2 separate regions of the Mus musculus genome follow, and region 2 is linked to region 1. The links are chromatin contacts, called in public Hi-C maps. All regions are on one chromosome and are shown on one strand. The core of a region is the stretch at or near the end of the contact, and the rest is flanking DNA. Distances in the headings are between cores, read along the strand shown. Region 1 has its middle 14 kb from the start of Gpt2. Region 2 has its middle 25 kb from the start of Lonp2.

What was found. Hi-C and Micro-C count contacts between places; a contact is called where the count stands out from the background.
Region 2: a contact with region 1 is called in a Hi-C map of liver, with 2.5 times the contacts expected there. The contact joins two enhancer-like sites. A contact is called at or near these places in 3 of 484 Hi-C or Micro-C datasets (the MC3T3-E1 cell line, liver and nephron progenitors), 3 of 115 datasets of contacts at active chromatin or transcription factors (embryonic stem cells, hepatocytes and kidney) and 1 of 9 other capture datasets (embryonic stem cells).

What each region holds. Positions count from the first base shown.
Region 1 is chr8:85,475,861-85,481,576 of GRCm38.p6, reverse strand. No RefSeq gene overlaps it. Among named protein-coding and RNA genes, the nearest start is that of Gpt2, 14 kb to the left of the region's middle. Within about 2 kb of position 3,001, at least 19 of the 459 cell types and tissues checked have an H3K27ac peak or open chromatin away from gene starts, as enhancers often do. A contact at or near this core is called in hepatocytes and liver, where this site is marked.
Region 2 is chr8:86,595,972-86,601,687 of GRCm38.p6, reverse strand. No RefSeq gene overlaps it. Among named protein-coding and RNA genes, the nearest start is that of Lonp2, 25 kb to the left of the region's middle. Within about 2 kb of position 2,652, at least 9 of the 459 cell types and tissues checked have an H3K27ac peak or open chromatin away from gene starts, as enhancers often do. A contact at or near this core is called in hepatocytes and liver, where this site is marked.

The sequences.
Region 1 (5,716 bases), core at 1,752-4,251:
GATAAATAATGATTTTTGCTACTGCCATTAAATCATGGTACACTCTATTCAGATATAACCAATCGATACAGCCCTCACTCTTGTCAGAAGTCTTCTCACTATTAATATATTTAAGTTCATGACTAATAGAATCTCCTGAAGTCTAACAGTTCTGAGACCCAAAAGGTCTCAGAAGAATTGGACACAGCTACAAGATACTGCCTGGATTGTGGTGTGATAACCACTGAGAAACGCAATGGACAAAACTGGATACCCTGAGTCAAATGACTTATATTGCCTATATCAAGGTAAGTCATTTCTTATAGCACATGTATCCTTTTCACAGAGAAAAAGGCTCTATATCTTCTGGGCTTGGAAGCCAGACTGACTCTGCCCAAATTGCCATGGAGACCATAGAGGCCATAAGAAACTGGACTATAGGTGAACTCTGTCATTTTTAAAATAATATATGCCTACTAGATTATAATTTATTCTTCCTCAGATTTCTGACTACATTGACAGCTAAGGTAACTGTAGGTTGACAGCTAGGAGACAGAGCTAACTTCTTACCTAAACTCAGTTTCCATCAATTAAATGCTTCATATTTCTTCTTCTTGCTATGCCACTGTCCTAACACTATTCGAGTTCTTATAAATTTGCCTAACTCAAGTGAAACATTTCACTATACGATCCAACTACATAATCACAAATTCTTGTTCCTTCTGACCCACAAAAGGCTCATCTTAAAGACTATACATGTTGTTAGCTTATGTTGTTATCTCTTTTGTAAACTTATAAGCTACAGGAAACCCACTCAGATCCACCTCTCATGGACCCAATAGACTCCATCCAGATAAGTCCATCTGCTAATCAATAGCCTACAGTTCCCACTTACTACCTATTCCTGAGGGTGGATTCCTCTGGATTTCAAATTACATCTAAGAAAAAATTTTCTTTCTCCCAAATGCATGTGCACTTAATCTTATTCTCTACCTGTAGTGTGTGTGTGTGTGTGTGTGTGTGTGTGTGTGTGTGTGTGTGTTTCAGCATCTTGTCAAGTCCAAGCGTATATACACATCAATAGGCAATTGGGAACTGCTTGGTATGGGTACTGGGAACCAAACTTGGGCCCTCTGCAAGAACAGATCTTACATGTTACTGAATCACCTCACCATTGACTTGATTTTTTTAATTATTTATTTTATGTATGTTAGTGCCCTGACACTGTCTTCAGACATACCAAAAGAAGGTATCAGATACTGTTACAGATGAGTTTGAGTCACCATGGGGTTGATGGGAATTAAACTCTGGACCTTTGGAAGAGCAGACAGTGCTTTTAGAGTCTCTACTAGAAGTAAATTTGAATGTTATTGAATAGGTAACATTCTCACTGAATTCTTACTGAATTCCAAGCTCATCGGCTTCAAGGATTTTCTAGGACACTGGAACATTGGTAGAGGCTTACCTATGTCAAAAATCAATCTTTAAAGGCACTTATAATAAAACAAAACTGAAAGAGAGCATACACCAGACTAACGCAGGGACAGGGTTTGAGAATACAGGCTATGGGAATGCCAAGGTTCCAGGAGGCATAGTTTCCTTGAAACTCTTTGCCTCGTGAGTGCTTCCAGGCCTCTAGGCCTATCAAGTCAAGCAGACTTCACTGCAGTGGGTGTAGCATTCCTGTGTTCAATAGACTCTGGTCTCTGACCATTGCCCTGCTGAGGCAGCATTTTGGGAAATTTTAACATTAACAGGAGATTAACTATGATGATAAAATGAATGGTTTTGAAGAATTATCTATGCCCTTCCTGTCCTTTGTCTGGATAAAAGTGTAATGCACAAGTATGGGTCTATATCCAGAGCCCTGTCCCTGGCACACACAAAATAAAAGGTATATATTGGCCATCACTCCAGGTCATTAAAAAAAAATAGTGGCTACATTTAGCAGGATGGGGGTGGCGACAGTGGCAATACAACCCTAGTTTACAGCAATGGGGACCTAGGGGCAGGTAGATCTCTTTGGGTTCAATGCCAGCTTGGCCTACAAAGTTAATTTCAGGCCAGCTAGGACTACACAGTACTATCCTTTTTTTTTTTAAAGATTCATTTATTTATTATATGTAAGTACACTGTAGCTGTCTTCAGATGCACCAGAAGAGGCTGTCAGATCTCATTACGGATGGTTGTGAGCCACCATGTGGTTGCTGGGATTTGAACTCAGGACCTTTTGAAGAGCAGTAAGTGATCTTAACAGCTGAGCCATCTCTCCAGCCCCCAGTACTATCCATCTTAAGGAACCAAAAAATAAAATAAAATAACAACAATAATAATAAAAATAAATCAAGTCAAAAGAAGGACTTGTCTTGGGCAACCCCAGGAGCCCTGTACTCTTGGAACTGAGTGCTGCAGGCCTGGACCAGAACCCATGTTCTTCTCCACTCTGTTCACTCTGATTTTTATCTCTGTGGAGAACACTACCCCACAGCAGCAAAGGGGTAAAGTGGGTGCTTCTCATAGGCTGAAAAGCCAGATAAAAGAAAACGGGGCTGCTTCTGGGAAGCCTGAATAGTATCTCCTTCCTAACCTGCTGGCCTTCAGTGGGTCAGAGTTGCAGCCGGAGACAATTGCAGGGGTCAGGGGGAAGCTGCGATTAGCCATGTAGTGTGCGGCTCCTTCGGAAACTCTTGAATGAAGAGGTAGGCAGGATAACCAGGCACACTTATCAGAGTGGGCTATGACAGGGATCAGGGCTTTTTTTTTCTTCAGAGGCAGCATATCACGTGGTTGAGAGTGTGGACTGTATTGAAGACCATTTGGTTCTAATACTGTCTTTCCCAATGAAGAATGGGTGACCTTGATAAATTATCAAACTTCTCTGTGCAAATGAAAGCTATCAGCCTCCCCTTCGCAAGGTCCTTGTGACACAAAACTGATTTAATGCACTTAGAACATTGACTGGCCTGGGACAAGGTCTAGATCAGTCCTTGACATTGCAGTGACCCTCAGATTTGGTAACAGTGCCTGATAGATAGGGTAATCATTACACAGCAAGTCCTCAGTAAGTATGCGAATGCCTGGATAAAGACCAGTATGTGCTGCTTAAACAAAGACCAACTGTCCCCAGGGAGGCAGGACTGTGGGAATCCAAGCATATTTCTGAAGAGTCTAAGAAAGACTGACTGAAAATGGCCTTTTCATTATCTCCTCACTCAACAACAATCAACAATCAACAGCTTCCAAGACCTCCCACTTGTAGGATGGAGTTGGGTTTGTTTTGAAGTTGGTCTAGAGTTTCAAGGATAGCTGATGAATGAGCCTCCAACATGGCGTTTGATTCACAAACACGGCTCTAGAGCTCAGGACTGGAGTCATGGTTTTGTTCCCAGCCTGTGTCATATGATACAACGAACTGATTAATAAGCCGTTTGTTGTCCACCACTCTCCTTGGCTGCTCTGCACAGCTGGTTCACAAGTACAGCTCACAACTGGATGGAAATCATGGACTCCAGTTGAACATTTGCTCTAATGAAGTGTAAATTTTCTTTCTGAATAGGCCATTTTAAATCCCAGGTTTCAAACATGGAAATTAGGCCCAAGACACAAAAGATGACTGTGTCCCTAGTCTCCATTTCAATATTCAAATGCTGAATTCTCTGTGTCCTGGCTTGGCACTTATTTCCCTCAACCCTCTTCCTCCCTCCCCCTCCCCCTTTTTTATTAGCATGTGTTGCTTTGTTATATAAAGGTAACACAAATCTTTTTTGAAGAAATTCCTATTGCCTTCTTTTCGTGTGTGTGTGTGTGTGTGTGTGTGTGTGTGTGTGTGTAAGCAAGAAGTCAACCTTGGATGTTTTCTCTTAGGACTTGACTATCTTGTTTTATTATAAGATAGTATCTCACAGGGATCTAGGACTTGATAATGAGCCAAGGCTAGCTGGCCAACAAGCCCCAGAGATCATCCTGTTTTCATTTTCCTAGAGTTGAGATTCCTAAGTGCATGCTCCCACACCTAGATTTTTTTTCTCAATCAATACATTTATTGGATGTGTTTGGATCATTTGCCTGCATCTATGTCTGTACACTATGTGCCTGTCTGGTGTCACTGGAGGCCAGAAGAGGGTATTGGATCCCCTGGAATTGGAGTTACTGATGGTTGTGAACTGCCCTGTGGGTGCTGGGAATTGAATCTTAGGTCATCAGGATTAGCAACCTGTGTTCTTCATCACTGTGACATTTCTCCAGTCCCCTGGATGCTAGAGGTCAAACTCCACGTCCTCACGTTTGCATGGCAAAATATTTTCCTAACTGAGTCATCTCTCTCTCTCTCTCTCTCTAGTCCTCTTCCTTTAGGACTTGGATTCCTAATACGTGGTCTCCCTGGCTAGAGTTGGCCTTTGTTTTAAGCAACACAAGCACTCACATATTTACTGAGGACTTACTGTATAATGATTACCCTATCAGGCACCGTTAACAAAAATTTGAAGGTCATACCATGTGTCAGAAGCCAAGTTTGGCCACCTGTTCTCAACAAGCCAATGAAATTAGCCTAACTGATCATGAAAAGCAGACAAAGAAGATTCATTCTATGTGGCCACATTTGAAAGAGGAACAAGGATATCCAGCAAACCCCTCAAGTCTGAGATAAGTAAGGTTTGAGGTCCTGACATGATTTTAAAAGTTTAAATAAGGAGTTTAAATAAGCAGTCCTGGAGACAGTGTGGTCCTTCCCATTGACCCATGGCTGGCTGGGCTCCAGTCTCTTCCTGTCAGGGAGACTGACAGGTTGTTAGAACTACGTGAAACCTCTTTCATGGAGTTTTCCCTGCTTGCTGTCACATTTCTCTTCTCCCTAGTTAGATCCTACGGAAGTTCTTCTCATTTCTTTAAGGTCTGTTGTTTCAATAGCCTGAGAGTCAAATTGAGAGACACAAATGTCTCTAGGATATCTTCATTTCTGCAAACAAACTTGTTATGACACTGATAAAATCAAGCCTTCTCCTTGTTCCTTTTAGAAAGCTCTTTTTTGATTCATCTCTCTCTTTAAAGGCACTGGCTTATCTGTGTGTCCTAGTTTCTGTATAGTTACTTCCTGTTCCAAAGAGTCGATATCCTGAGACCAAGGCCATCTAGTCCACCCCATACTAACATGTCAAGTTTTGTAACATTTCCTTGGAAGCAACATGCTTTGAAGGACATTTTTTTAAAAGAGTTTTTATTTATTTATGTATTTACTTACTTACTTATTGTTTTTCAAGACAGGGTTTCTCTGTGTAGCCCTGGCTGTCCTGGAACTCACAGACCAGGCTGGCCTCGAACTCAAAATCGGCCTGCCTCTGCCTCCCAAGTGCTGGGATTAAAGGCATGCGCCACCACTGCCTGACTACATTTATTTAATTTTATTTGATGGTGGTGGTGGTGGTGTGGGGTGTGTGTGTATGTGTGTGTGTGTGTGTGTGTGTGCCATTGTATACATGTTGGGGTCAGAGGACAACCTGAGGGACTTCTTGTCTCCTTCCACCATAGGGTACTGAAAATTGAAATCAGATCACCATGCTCAAAAGTAAGTACTGTTTCCTGTTGAGTCATCTGGTCCACCCTTTTCCTCCCCATCTTGGGTCTTGATTTTCTACAGTTAGGCAGCACCTCATCTACTGAGAAGTTTTCTTGGATCTCTCTGATTCTGACATTTCTTCTTCAGGCTCTTTGATTGTACTATTCTTGGAGAAAGTATTGC
Region 2 (5,716 bases), core at 1,403-3,902, 1.1 Mb before region 1:
CTGTCCACAGAAATCTGGGAACCTGTGCATATCCCTTCAGGGAAATTTCCCTCTAGCTTGGGTTTAGCCTCTTCATCAAAACTTCATTTAAAATGTTTTATCTGGTAAAGGGATAGAGCCTTGGTGTGCTGTGCTGTGTTGGGCAGTTTTATGTTCCTGGTCACATTACAGAGTGTCTAGACAGGCTAAGGACCCTGGCTCAGGACCCATGAGCCATGTTTCCCACTTAGTTAACTTTGGGGTTGAAAATTAAATGGACAAGACAATGTGTTTTTGTGTGTAGTTTTAATTGCTACCACCTGTAGTGGAGGCCATAGGCTCTAGCTTCCGCTGAGACCTCACATGGCTGTTCTGTTCTTCCTCCAAAGCATGGCAGAAAGTCCCACTCTCTTTCCTTGTGTCTGCCCTTTCCTCCTGGGACTTGGAAGTCCCTCCTGTGCCTTCTGCCCACAACTGTCCCCAGCTTTCATTACTGACAAATCAAGAACCAATTGGGGAACAGGACTTTTACATCAGAGCTACTCCCTTCAACAGTGGAAGTTAAGTATTTAGACCGTTCAAGGACTTAGTATTGCCAGTTAGAGGCTTCCATTCCCACTGGAAGGGACAGAGGAGATGGATGGTCATCAGTGATCAGAGGTCAGAGTGAGCTGAAGCAACACATGGATAAATGGACACCAATTGACAAAACTACATTTCACACATTTAGGTTGCCGTGTGGGAGTAAGAGCTTCTCTATGACCCTCCACCCTTCAGACTCTCTGTGAGCTCCTCTCCTTGGCAGGCTCTAATCTGGAGCCACACTAGCAAGGGCCACAGGGACTTGAATTTCTGTACTGCTTGCATCCCAGTTAAAAGTAAGCTATTGAGGCCTCAGAGATGCACAGTGGGGGCCCGGCCCATGGCAGGGCAGTGGGGAGAGTATGCAAGAGAAGATAGCCCACACACTGATTAGGGGGCTCAGCACGTGTCTGCGTCCTCTACCAAACCCTCTATCTTGTATTACCTTAGAGAGAAAGGTGCTCCTTCAACACATTTCTCTACATGCATGTGGTCTGATCCTCTGTTCTTTTCTTTTAAAAAACATCAATGACAACTAACAGACCAGGATGACAGCAAAACCAGGTAGCATATCAGGCAATCCTTGGCTGCCCTTTGCCCAGCTGGTACCGAGCTACAGTCCCACATTGATAATTTGCACAAGCCTGCTTCCCAGGATCCTTTACCAAGAAACCTTTGCCAAGAACCTTTGCCACGAAAACAGTGTCTATCTCCTTTCACAAGTTTGAGAATGTGATATAGGCCTGGATGTTGAGCCCAGGTCGTCTCCCAACCTCCCACAAGTTCTATTTTTTAATCAATATATTTTATTTAGGGAGAAGGTTTTGTTTTTATAAATAAACTGATTGAAAGTAATAATTCCTGTACACCCTTCCTTACCTTGATCATTTACTTTCTTTTATTTTTAACGTATGGACATTTGTAAAAATCAATGAACTAATATCACTACGGTCTAGTGTTACAGTCCAGGGTTCACATATAGATTTTGGCTAATGTATGTACCCACCATTGCAGCACTATAGAGAATCAATCCACTGTTCTTAAAAATTCTGGGGTTGACCTTTTCCTCTTCCTCCTTACTCTCAGGTCCTTGTCAATCAATGACAGTTTTTCTGTCCCCGTAGTTTAGCCTTTTCCAGAACACTGCAGTTGCTGATAGTCCATTAGGCTACTAAGCAAGTCAGACGAGAACAGCTTTTCTTCTGCTGCTGGCAGTGCGAGTCTAAGTGTTCAGTGTTCCTCAACATGGTCTCTTGGCTGAGCACTGTCATGTATAGTTGCTTATAATTGCCCTAAGTGTCATTTGAATGTGTGTGGGCACCTGCATTTGACAACTGAGAAGGCCGAAGTTTCAGGTGTATTGTGTCAGAATTCATATGCTTGATATGGTTATAGCATCAAGCTGTCCAGGGCAGCACACCTTCTCTCAGAACTATCGTCATCAAATATTACCAGTGGCAGATTTGATGATGATCATTAGGCTCACAGTGATGACCGAACAATGCAGAACGGGGCTTGGGCTATGGTGGGCTTGGTATAGTCAAGAGAGGATGGTGCTGATGTACTATGGTATATGTTTACTATTGGTTGCGACACAAAGCTCACAGGAACAGGAAAGACACTAGCCCAAGCCCCATTCTGGGAATCCCTGAGGGTTTGGCTTGTTTGCCTTTTAATTTCTTCTAGTGATTGTGAAATTTCCGATTGTTGTAACTCAAGTATGTTACAAAAGATCCTAGAAACAAAACTATGATTCTAATTGAACTAAATTCATTTGGAGGCATCAGAAGGCAAGGTAGCTTTTAATCTGTCCCCGACCTCCATGTATTTCCCCACTTAAAGGAGAGCTCTGCTTGGTCAACAGGACCTGGATACTCTCCAGGAGAGCTACTTGAAGACATTCCTGAATAGCAACATGTCTGCATTTCTGTATTAAGTCAAACCCTCCTCTCTCTGTTCTTTTTAATATTGACCTTAATAGATGCTGCTAACTTCCCTCTGTTCCTATTTTCTGCGGGCCAGACTTTTACCACTGTGACAGAGCATTTGACCCTAACAACTTTAGGGAAGAGTTATTTGTTTTGGGTCACAGTTCATAGGTTTCAGACTGCTGTAGCAGGAATTACACAGTGGAGCAGAGCAGCCCACATCACAGCAGCCGGGAAGCAGAGAAAGTGAGAATAAAGGAAGGGTGGAGGTGAGATAAAGCCTTTGGGACTCATTCTCAGTCACGCACTTTCTTACCCGCCTCTCAATGATCTACTCAAATTTTGACTCCATCAAGGCAGTAATCTACCCATTAGATCAGAGAACACAAGATCCAGTCACTCCCACGAGCCCATCACCTGGCAGCCAGGGTTTCCACATGAACCTGGGAAGGGTATTTTTATCTATTCAAGCTGTAGCACTTGAGTAAAACTTGCAGAAGTGAGGGTGGCTTGTCAGCTGGTGCCATGGTCTTTAAGAAAATCCCTCTGTGAAGACAAGGGGTGTTCTAGGGGTTGGGGAGACTAGAGAGGCCAATCTAGGTCATAGTAGTGACATTTCCTATTTGAGTGACCTTGAGCAAATGACCAAGCCACTCCCCATCCTCTAACTTTAGTGGAACAAGGACACCAATTTAGATGCTTAGACAGGAACCCTTCTAAGGTGAAGCATTCACTGACTTCCAGTAATCTCCTGACTGTTGGCTATTAGAGGTCACATTAATGTGTGCCTCAAGACGGGGCAGTCACAGGTAAATTCAGCTCAGACCCAGGATCTGTGGCATTGCTGTGGCATTGAAACTGCTGGTCTTAGGCAGCCCTGCATGACTTGTCTTATCTGTAGGACACACTGAGAGCTGATTCTGACAGAATGTTTGCCTGAGTGGGGGTAGTGTTCTGAGCCCTTTCCATGAGTATCACATGTGGCATGCTCATCATAATCCTGACCTTGTAAGACTGTACAGGTCCTAGAGGTTTAGTGTGTTTTCAGAGCTGTACAATCCTCCCAACTCTAGGAAATACTATCCCTCATTTTATCAGGGAGGACTTGGAGACTTTGAGGGAACAAGGAATTAGCCAAAGATGAGGTAGCATGGTTCCTATTGTAGGTAAGAGGCTGGAAAAAGACTTCGGGGACTCTACATGGTTTTACCTGTTATTCTACAGCCTTTGGACTTTATCTTACACCTCTTCAGAGCCAGGAGGAGAAGTCTTTGTCCAGCGCCGGGCCAGGTCTGATGCTAAACTCATAGTCCAACTGGGCTCTGTCCTGGCAGGTTTCCGCAATTCTTCCATGAGCTGCTCGGGTACAGTTCAGCAGATCAACCTTGTGTTGCTTAGTGGGAGACATGGCTGAGCTGAGTGAGTGCCTGCTGACTGACGCTGAGGAGATTCTATCCATATTCATTTCCTCGGCTCCCCTTTCATTTCAGATCATGTTCTTAGTCTTAAGATTTCTTTTCACTGTCCAAATACAGTACATTTAGAGAAGAATATTGTGTTTTAAAGTTAAACCAGCTAATGACACTGCATTGGGTTGTCTACTGAGAAAAATTCTGTGACTTGGACTAAATATTTTCAAATATGGATTTAAAAACAACAACAAAACACCTAAGCCTCCACGTATTCGACATTGCTTCTCCCCGCATGGAAAACTGTCTGTCCTGATACTGTCTGTCTTGCTATCAAGAGAAAACCCATTGAGCTTTTCTATTGTGACCTTTTCATGTACAGTAAAGGGAAGATGATTTAAATGAGCGGTGTAATACAAATGACACCCAACAGACATTTTAAAAATTAGTAAGACATTTGTTTTAAGTTGCATTTTGACCTTTTTTGGGGGGGAGTGGTAAGAGCCTATGTTATATGTTTAACCATTATTAACTAATGTTGAAGACTGCAGTGTAGTTTGCCATTAACCTATATCTTCAATACTTAGTGATTTGAAACAGTCTCATGATGTATCACAGACATCTACCTCAGGATCTGACCACCTATCTGCTCCTCTTCCTCCTGAGTGCTGAGATCTTAGTGTTGGGTCCCTGTGAGCTATTCCACCTCTGGGAGACCTGGTTATCATAGATGCCTGCATTTAGAACCAGGAGGAACCTTCAATGAAATGTTAAGTAAACCTTATCTGAATAGAGGGACCTGCATCTTGCCATCCTTCTGTGCCTGTCTATCTTCTTTTATGGATGCAGCTGTGAGCACGAAGTATGCAAAGAGTACTGTGAGTCTGTCACCACCACACCTAGCTGCCCAAGAAGTGTTCCCTGTGTAGTAGAGGCTGGCTGCTTGGCTGTGGTGGTCCTGTGGTGGATCAGGATTTTCTAGTCTAGCTAGAAAAGACGTTAGGCTAGCACTATCTGTGCTGAGCCCTTTCATGCTAGCTGGCATTTATCTTTTTCTAGAAAAGCAATTGTAGGTGTCATGTGAGCTTGGTAACCAGTGTCCTAAGAAAGACAATCATTTGTCATGCATCTTAAAGCAATGCATACGTTTCCATCATGATCTTTGACACGTCCCTTCAAAGCCCTTACCCCTGTCCACACTATTCATCCCCTTCTTGGCTGTGCTGGTGGTCAAAGCTATAGCCTTGTGTGCTAAGTAGTCTAACAGTGAGTTGTGTGGCCAGCCTTAAAGCAACTTTACTTAAAAAATGTACTGACTAGCCGGTGTCCATATCCTGTGTTTCTTGATAAGTGCAGCTCTCTTACTTTAAAAAAAAAAACTGACACGTTTAAACAATTCTAAAGATTATTAAATCCTACTGGGCAAATGGGAGTAACCTTGGAAAAGATAAAAAAGAATCAGTTAAGCTATTACCTTTAAAAAAGAAAAGCATAGATCATTGTGCCACATGCTTTTAATGGGAGGCAGAGGCAGGTGGATTTTGGTGAGTTCAAGGCTAGCTTGATCATCATAGTGAGTTCTAGCCAGGGTTACACAGTGAAACACTGTCTCAGAAAAAAAAAGCATCATACAGAGGAGTTGATAGGGAGAAGAAGCACCTGGCGTCTATGCAGAGGGACCAACAGATAGATAGATAGACAGACAGACAGATAAGCAAGTAAATAAGTGCAGTCCTTGGCCCGAGGCATAAAGCAGGATGAGAGGCAGAGAGAGGCTGGAGTTGCCATGAGGGATAGGACACTTGGTAGGGGTCCTGG